2 separate regions of the Oryzias latipes genome follow, and region 1 is linked to region 2. A link is a contact called in public Hi-C data. All regions are on one chromosome and are shown on one strand. Each heading gives the region's core, a stretch centred on a gene start, on an enhancer-like site or on the middle of the called end of the contact. The rest is flanking DNA. Distances are from core to core; before and after follow the strand shown.

Region 1 (4,171 bases), core at 446-2,945, 76 kb after region 2:
TAGCCTTCAAGCCTTCAGCCTTTGCTTATTCTCTGAGTCACTTAACATACCTCATACATCAAATTGACCCAGGAACATCATTTCTGTTCCTCACAAATGAACATAACAGGAGGGTTAACAATGTATTTATTTCAATTTATTTCTAATATAAGTCGCTGCGGAGTATAAGTCGCACCCCTTGCCAAACTATGAAAAAAAGGGCGACTTATAGTCCGGAAAATACGGTAGATGCAGAGTCTTGGAGCTACAGCCTGAAAAACTCACCATCAGGTTTAAAATATGACAAACTGTTTATCTGACGAGCAGAGAAAGTAATTTAAGGGCTCAGAAGATAAAGGTATGTGATGCACTAAGAGGTCTGACAACGTTATGATTGGAATATCAATGCTAAAACCTTCAGAGCAAAAGTGATGGTGGAACTGGGAAAGTGAATTTAGAGGAAACCCCCTTTTGATGGCATTTTTATTGAATTTTGACCATTCTAGAGTCCGTTCAAAAACTAAAAAAAAAACTAAAAAACTAAAGGACAATGGCAGCCAAGAGTGGAAAATGAGAAAATCTTAGTGTTTATTCAGACTGGACACATTTGGTTAAAGAGAACCAGAGTTTGTGTCCCTTAATAATCCTGAACAAATATTCAGTCTGCATCCACCCAAGTGGATCCTGGTCCAGGACCAGTAACTATCTTTTGAGGCAGTTTTGGTTCGTTTCCAATCGGACTGAGCGCTGGTTCGCTCGGAGGCTCATTAAATCAACTTTTAACGTGATACACATTGCTTTTCAAACTGTTTCACTGACTTTATATTGTTTTAACATAGTGAAGCACTTTGTGAGTCGCTCTCTGAGAAAAGTGCTACATAAATAAAGATTTACTTACTTACATAAACACTTATGAGTGTACCTTCTTCGTCGTTATCTCCGTAACTGGCTTGCAGCATGCCTCTGATGTACCAAAGTAAAAAGTGTTGTACCTGACGATGAAACAAGCATTGAAAATTTGTCAGCGAAATATAAAATTTGAATCAGTGAATTATCTCAGCAAGGAATGCAAAGCGCAGAACTTGCCCCGCCCTTGTAATTCCTGGCCAATGACAGAAGAGATCTTTGGTCACGTGGTTTTGATGGCAAGCTTTGTTTGGAAACAGAACTGTCAGGTTGAAGACAGTCTGAATGCAGACCAAACAAAAGGTTCAGGACTTGATCTGGATCAACTTAGGCGGGCTTGATCCAGGCCAACAGACTTTTCCAGTCTGAATTTCACATTTTTTTATTCTAAAAGCCAGTAAGAATTACTAAATGTTGGCGTTGGAGTAAACTTGTTTAGCTAAAACTATTCTCTTTATTGATCTAAATCTTTGCTTTTATTAAAAACATGATGAACTCTGTGATTAATCATTTTGCTTTTCCTTTAGAGCTCAATATCTGGTTACAACAAAACAAAAGGGGCTTGTGGAACCTGAACCCGTCCATCACATGTCCTCCTGGTGCGCAGTGGAATCCAGTCGCTCCAGTGAGCATGTGTAACTTTCTGAATTACTCCCATAATTAGGAGTGATGTTCTCTCCTGTAAATCTACTCTGCTCATAATCTTTCTTAAGAGGGTGTCCTCCTCTCCTCCTCCCTGCCTAAACTCCCGCCCATCGGTGCGTACGAGCCCTCAACAAAGTTTCCAGCCAATGAGAAGCCCCTCACTAATGCATGGTGAGGGGGCTGAGGAACCGAAAGGCAAACGCTGGAGAGTAGAGGATCACTTTTCCATTCGCAAGGGTTGTTGTTGTTTTTCCCACGCACGACTTGTTTCCACTCCCGTGCGCACAAGTACTACTTGAGGACCCGGCGCGCTCCAGCAGACGGTGTTGGGGTGGATTGCTGACGGAGAACCGCTGAGGCTGAGAGCGCAACCGGGACTCTTTTGGAAGCACTTTTTCTGGTTTTTCACTTCAGAACGTGTCCGATGGAATGAGGCGCAGCAGATCTATCCTCTTCTGGGTTTTGCGCGTCTGAGTTTCAGTGAGTTTTTTTCCCCGATTTCTCCTGAACCATGTACGGATAACGGATCATTTCACGCCAGAACTGGCTGGACTGGACTGGTTGTAAGAACCGGGATTACCCAGCACTGTGCAGACCATCTTAAAGCCCGCATACGGGCCAACGTCTCGGGATACGCGACAACTTCTCCTCTGGACTCTTATGGAAGTTTTCCTCATGAGCCCGCCGTGAGTCCCGCCTGTCTCCCGCAGCCACAACGATGGGCGCCTTCGTCCGCGCCGCCTGCAGGTCTGCGTTGCCTCTGGGTTGCGCGCTGTTGTTTTTTGGCTACTTCTCCGTGGCCGCGCCGCCCCACGGCCGACGGCTGGTTTGCTGGCAAGCCATCATGAGGTGTCAAGCCGAGTCCGAGTGCAATTACGCGTTTGACCACTACAACCGCGCGTGCGGGCCCGTGCTGAACGGGGAGAAGAAGAAGTGTCCCAGCCACTGCATCTACTCCCTGGTCCAGCTCAACATGACCAAAAATGGCCCGGCTTTGGAGGACTGCAGCTGCGACCAGGACCCCATGTGCATGCTCACCAAACGGGCCATCGAGCCCTGCCTCCCCAGGACTACCAGCACGGGCTGCACGGAGGCCCGGCACCAGTGCGAGAGGGACCCGCAGTGCAGCTCCGCCATGCACGACTATTTGCACCACTGTGGGAAACTTTTCAGCGGCGCGACCTGCACCAACGGCTGCAGGAACGTGATCGCCAACCTGCGCAGAATCCCCAAGGGCCAGCAGCTGGAGACGTGCGCGTGCGACGGCACGGAGAGGCCCATCTGCGAGTACGTGAAGAGCAGCATGAAGGCGCTCTGCTTCGACAGTCCCGACAGCTACGAAGCCAGCGGCGGTTACGATGACGACGAGGACTACGAGGAGCCCGTGGACCCCCCCTCCCCCGGGCAAAGCACCGGCGGAGCGTCTCTCCCTGGGGGCCGCTGCGCCTTGGCTCTGCTCGCATCCATCTTTGCTCTGCTGCCCCTCTTCTAACCCCTCTGCCCCACGACAGACTCTAGTCCCTGCAACCATAGATAAAAGTTGCATCCTCGCAGATGCAGGTGAAAGTCTGTTTTGCAGCGATTTTCCCATGAAATCGGGATATTTCTATGCAAAAAAAAAAAAAAAAAAAAAAAAACGACCTCAAACGACTTTTCTCAGATCACTTCTTGTAAAAAAATAAAAAGGCTCGCCAGGATTCTGTCAGACTGACAGAACAGACTTGTTTGGGTAAAGAAAATTCAAAGTTTATTCACAAGAATCAGCCATGCACTGCATGTCTTTTTTTTTTTTAATAAACATGAACTATTTTTGTATGACAGCCGGTTGCCATTACGCACCAGGAAATCTGATTTAGTATTTAACGTCGTTGGACACTTGTACATAGATTAGGAGTTTAAGTGAAACAGTAATTTATTACATGTCTCCAGGTTTCATCCAAATGTCCAATATGTGTAAAAGAAATACAGTTCCAGCTTTAAAGGGAAGTTATTTTAACTAAGAGAGTGTATATTCACTGTATATATGTTTATAGCCAAATATAGATTTTTTTTCCAGAGAATTCTTTATGTTTTAGGCTATGAAAGGATTTATTCACAGAAAATAGATTAAAAAAATTGTCTAAATTCACTGTATGCTTGCCTTAATGATATATCTTTATGGAAGGCATAAAGGAAACTTGAAGAAAAAACATTGTGATTTGTCAGTTATTTGTTGCTTTAAATAAAAAAAAAGTATTTAAGTTGGTATTATTTTCAAAATAATAGAACTTTTTGGTGTTTATTAAGTTTGAACTTTAGTTAATGCTGTAATAAGCAAGAAAAGTACATCTGGGATTAGTTATTACAAGCAAATTAACATAATAGCTCTAAAAGTGTTTGCTTAAGGCCAGAAAAGCAACTTTTTTCATGTTTTATTTTTAACTTTATGCTCATTGCGCTGAAATCAACAACTTTAGCCTCAACTAAGCTTAAAAATTAAATGAAAACTAACGTCCACTAGTGCTGAGCTTTCTGCCAACCAGAAAACTTAATTTCTTCTTCTGCAGCTACAGTACTCGCACACTTCCTTAAAACGACTGGCCTGCTTCTTCTGCTGACTAATTGCCTAATGACCTGCTATGTCTTGATTTAGCTGCCTTTT
Region 2 (4,707 bases), core at 2,075-4,574:
AGAAAAACGACTTTTTTATTTTGAAATTTGCTTTTTACTAAAAGCTAAAAAATCTAAACCTAATAATTTCCATTCTTCAATTTTCAATAAAGTTTCTGCAGTTTCTTTAAAGACTTTGTGTCTCGTAGCATTTATCTTGTAAATATCTGTAAAAATGGAAGTAACAGAGAAAAAAGTCTTTTTACAATTTTGACCATTGTGGAGTTTGTTTCTTTTTTAAAATAACCCTCAGAACTGAGTCTATTTGCAAACAGACGAGTTTGCAGATCGATGAGGTCAGTAATCATTAAAAAAGTGAGTTTTCCCGTTTCTAAGCTTGTTGCATCATTTGTTCTGCTGTTTTATCTTCCAGAGCTGCCAGCACCTTTGTGCAAAGAGGAGGGTGTTTTGGATGAGCAGCAGAGGAGTATCAGTTTGGCTCAGAGTGAATTCCAGTTTCCTCAGATTAAAGAGGAACAGGAGGAGCTCTACATCAGTCAGCACGGACAGCCGCTAGAGCTAAAACAGGACCCGGATGCGCTTGTGCTGTCTTTATCGCGTGGTAACGATTACCACGACGGCACTGAAACTCTCTACCTGCATCCCGGTGAGCTTCCAAGTTCAGGAAAGTCCATAGATAAGTCCGATTACAGAGCAGACAGGCAGGCGCTTGCGTCAAAACCTCCTTTCGCCGCTGCATACATGACTGAAAAACATGAGTATAAATGCGACACTTGTGGGAAAGTATTTCAGTTCAGGTCGAGGCTGGTTCGACACATGAGAATCCACACCGGCGTGAAGCCGTTCTGCTGCCACACCTGCGGAAAGAGGTTCAACCAGAAATCCATATTGATCGTCCATCAAAGGATCCACACGGGCGAAAGGCCTTACTCCTGCGACGTCTGCGGGAAAACGTTTAACCAGACCTCCATCTTGAACGTTCACAAGAGGATCCACACCGGCGAGAGGCCGTACTGCTGCGAAACCTGCGGCAAGAGCTTCACCCAGAAGTCCATACTGAACGGACACAAGATCATTCACACCAGAGAGACCCTCCTCCTGCAAAACATGCGGCAAAAGCCTCAGAAGTCACTTAAGCTTCACATGAAAACGCACATAAGTGAGCCAGCGGATTTCTGACGGATGATGTTTTAGCTGTAAAGTCCCACTCTGATCATCCTTTGATCTATTTTTAAAGCGTTCCCAGTGATCTTTAAGTTATCATGATGCCATTTTTAGCCTTAACTTGAAAAACCTGTGGTTGTTTTCTAGGACATAGTTGCTCCAGAGCGGCCGGAGTTTGTTAAAAGAATTCACCTTTCAGTTGTGGGTGGGACTGTTGGCACGAAGTAAGCCTCCTCTGACTTCCCATGATCCCTTTGTTTACACTCTAGCTTACATCCCCTCAACAGAAATGGCGAGCAACATTGGAGTTCTCCAGCTGAACCGTTTTGAGTCCGATTCCAGGTCAAACACGGGAAATAAAGACGTACATGGATCTATTTGGCTGGGAGTGGATGCATCGGAATGGAGCAGAGCAGGGAGCTCCTGTCCTGCCGACTGTGGAGCAGCGTCACAGCTACAGATTTTTTTCATCTGCTCCTGATTCACCATGATTTGAATAAAGAAAAACTCAGAAATGCAATTTTTATCGGAAATTTCTTTAAATATGTTCTCCAGCATGAGAAAAAAAGGCTACATGAACCCAATTTTCATTGGAGTGGGTCTTAAATTGTGTCTCTAGAGTCACACACACAGGTGAGCATTAGAGCTTGATCAAATCAACCTCCAAACAGAGTTTTTTCCTTGGAAAAAACAGACTGAACGTAACAAAATTAGCACTTTCTGTAAGCCAGGCCTGGAGGGCTGCTGAATTTGTCACATTTTTTGTTTCGAAGATGCACCTGAATAACGTGACGGACGTTTCTGTGCGCCAAAATCTTTGACTAAAGTTGTAGATAAAATGTCTTTTCCATGTGAAGTTAGAAGAGCGCTTGTATTGTCACAGCTTCTGTTCCATATATTTATGTTGTAGAACAATCTTGTGCTGTTCATACGGAATCACACACAACGCTCCACAATAAAAGTTAAAAACAGAGCTTGCGTTCCTTCTGCTTCCCAACCCCTCGAACCCTAAAAGTATGACTTCAACTTAAGGCTGAGCTCAGAAAGGACCAACACGGTCGTCTCTGTTCTAGAGCCAAGTCCATTCAGGGTGGAAGCCAGGATCACCGCACAGGCCACCCTGAAGGAGAATCCCACAGAGGAAATAAAAAGAACCCTAAAACATCACCATAACAAAAAAAGAGTTACTATAATTAAACATCAACATTTGAAATGCATAATAAAGAATCGTAGCGGTAATAGCCAGATGGAAAAGGGGAGTTTTGAGCCTTTTCTCCGACAGACTGTTCATCAACTGGGCAGTTTAGAAGACAACAGAGTTAATTATTCATTGGAAGTGTTTGAGTTTAAGTATGTATTTAATAAGCACAATATATAACCTTTTCTGTTTTTAGAAACGTATTATTAGAACTGCTTCAACAAGTTCAACAATTATGTCTGGGTCATGTTGTAGAATGGTTGTTGAGAATCTGGGCTGCAAAGTTTGAACGTGCAAAAGTATCAAAACAAGTTAATGGAGTGAAAAAAAGGTCTGAAAACCCAGAAGGAAAATATTTTGCCTCAATAAAAGCCAACGATAAACTTTGATGGTTTTTTTTAAGAAATGACTTTTTCCACCTTTTTTTTTCCGAAAACATTATGGTGGTACTGATAAAGGTGCCTGTTTTGAAAAAAAATATTTTTTAAACTTTACTATTACTTGTATGGAATTTGCAAAATTGTATTTTGACCACAGGAAGTTGGACTGTTTTGTGCATATTGCTACAGAAATTCATATTTTTTTTCATTTGCAACAGGAGGCTGAATTTTAAACAAATAACTCTGTTAAATACGATGAGGGCAAGTAAGATTTTATGATCCGTTTTACCCCTTTATTTAAGAAAGAATTGGGCCTGATGGGTTAAAATTGTAGAATTGGGAATCTGGTTAAGACACGATGAGGCAGTTTGTTTGTCCTGCAATACTCCTGAGTGTCCAGACGGGGGCAGTAACACAACCCGGACTATTTACGTCGTCCAAACTAAAAGACAAGAAGAAGACTCGTGCCACAAGGAAGTAAATTGAGCTGTAGTGTGAGTTCAGGTTTCCACTTTTTAAAGTTTTTTTTTCCTTTCTAGTTTAATTTTACATAATTACTTTTTCAAACATGTATCCAGCCCAGAGCATGCGCAACTTTGTCTGTGATCGCTTAACTGCGGCTGCGCGGGAAATAGTGGGGGCTTTTGAAAAGAGAATTGAGGATTATGAGGCAGAAATCGCTCGCCAGCGCAGAATGTTGGACACGGTTTTTACACCTGAGCCAAAGTTTCACAGGTCAGGTACGACAACCTCCAGATCTGAGCTAAAATGTCCAAACAGTTTGCGTGAAGAACTTCCGTTTCACATTTTTCGGTGGTTCCGGGAGAGCTGATCAGAACCATCAGAAGAGCAGATGAGGAAATCGATCCATGCAATTCCTAAAAACAAACAAACTAAACTGTCAACAGTAGAGACAATTTAAAAAAAAAAGAACTTTAAGACTTTTCAATACTTTATTTCTGCATACAACAAATAATGTTTTATACTTTTTATATTTTATATTTATTTCTAATCCTGACTGTCATATATTCTTTTAAACAAATTGGGAGCATCCTAATTTTACTGTGCATACAATAAAAATAAATAAATTATGATATTTTCATACTCCTGTCTAGATTAAGTTACAGTCAATTAAAAGCTGCATCTGGACCATATGATGAATTTTCAAACATGAATGTAATTTATCTGCATGACTTTTCACAACATGACTACAGTCAAACATTAGAATACATTAGAATCGATAAACATGAAAAAGGTAAAACAATTTAGTAGTAAAATATTAAATACATGCCATAAAAACAAGAATACTAATAAAGACAGAGCAAATAAAAAAAGCACCAGCAGCACAGAGGTTCATGTCAAAAGCCATAAAAATAGTTTTAAAAAATGTTTTTTTATCTTTTTCTTTTATTCAAAATCAATGTATTAATCGCCCTTTATGTCAAAGTATCATTGTTTCCCAAAATAATTCTTCTTTTTTTCATGAAGTGTGATGAACAACCAATAAATCCTGCAGTTTTTACATTGTTTATACGAAGAAAGAACAAAACAGTTTTATGAACATAATGTTTTCTTTTAGCCTCTTTTTTGGGAGAAAGAAATGAACAGAAAGATCAAATTCACATTATCTGTCAAATAACCTTTCACTTTACTAGATTGTATTTTTAAGAATCCCACAAAAAAGGCTTAACTAATAAAAAAAATACATTTCTTTACACTTATTTTTAGTTTCTTAATTGTTTGTCGGACCGCATCAGTAACTGATGAGATAAAGTTTCTATACATAAATTATAGACATATGTTGTGTTTGTTGGTCATGCACCCATTGAGGATGAAGCGGACATCAACTCCTGAGATTTGATTCAATTTCTCTTGCCCATTAAACACCAAAACAAATATCAAACATCCTTATTCCACGTTCTCACCCTTTTCTCTTTCCCCGTAGAGAAAGATCTCCCCAGTAAGGAGGGTAAGGTGGTCCAGAACCAACAGAACCTCGGTTCTCCAGAGGAAGACTCCAGACTT

What was found. A called contact is a pair of places that touch in the nucleus more often than the background predicts.
Region 1: a Hi-C map of embryo shows a contact between it and region 2, with 1.7 times the contacts expected there. The contact joins the promoter of gas1 here to the enhancer-like site in region 2. A contact is called at or near these places in 2 of 5 Hi-C or Micro-C datasets (both in embryo).

Annotation. Positions count from the first base shown.
Region 1 is chr9:4,976,359-4,980,529 of ASM223467v1, forward strand. gas1 (growth arrest-specific protein 1) reads left to right here and starts at 1,696. Exons shown (of 1, transcript XM_020711413.2): 1 at 1,696-3,645. The coding sequence starts at 2,249. The coding sequence ends at 3,022.
Region 2 is chr9:4,898,622-4,903,328 of ASM223467v1, forward strand. It overlaps LOC101161490. Among protein-coding and RNA genes, the nearest start is that of ccdc84, 4.3 kb to the left of the region's middle. Within about 2 kb of position 3,325, at least 2 of the 8 cell types and tissues checked have an H3K27ac peak or open chromatin away from gene starts, as enhancers often do. A contact at or near this core is called in embryo, where this site is marked.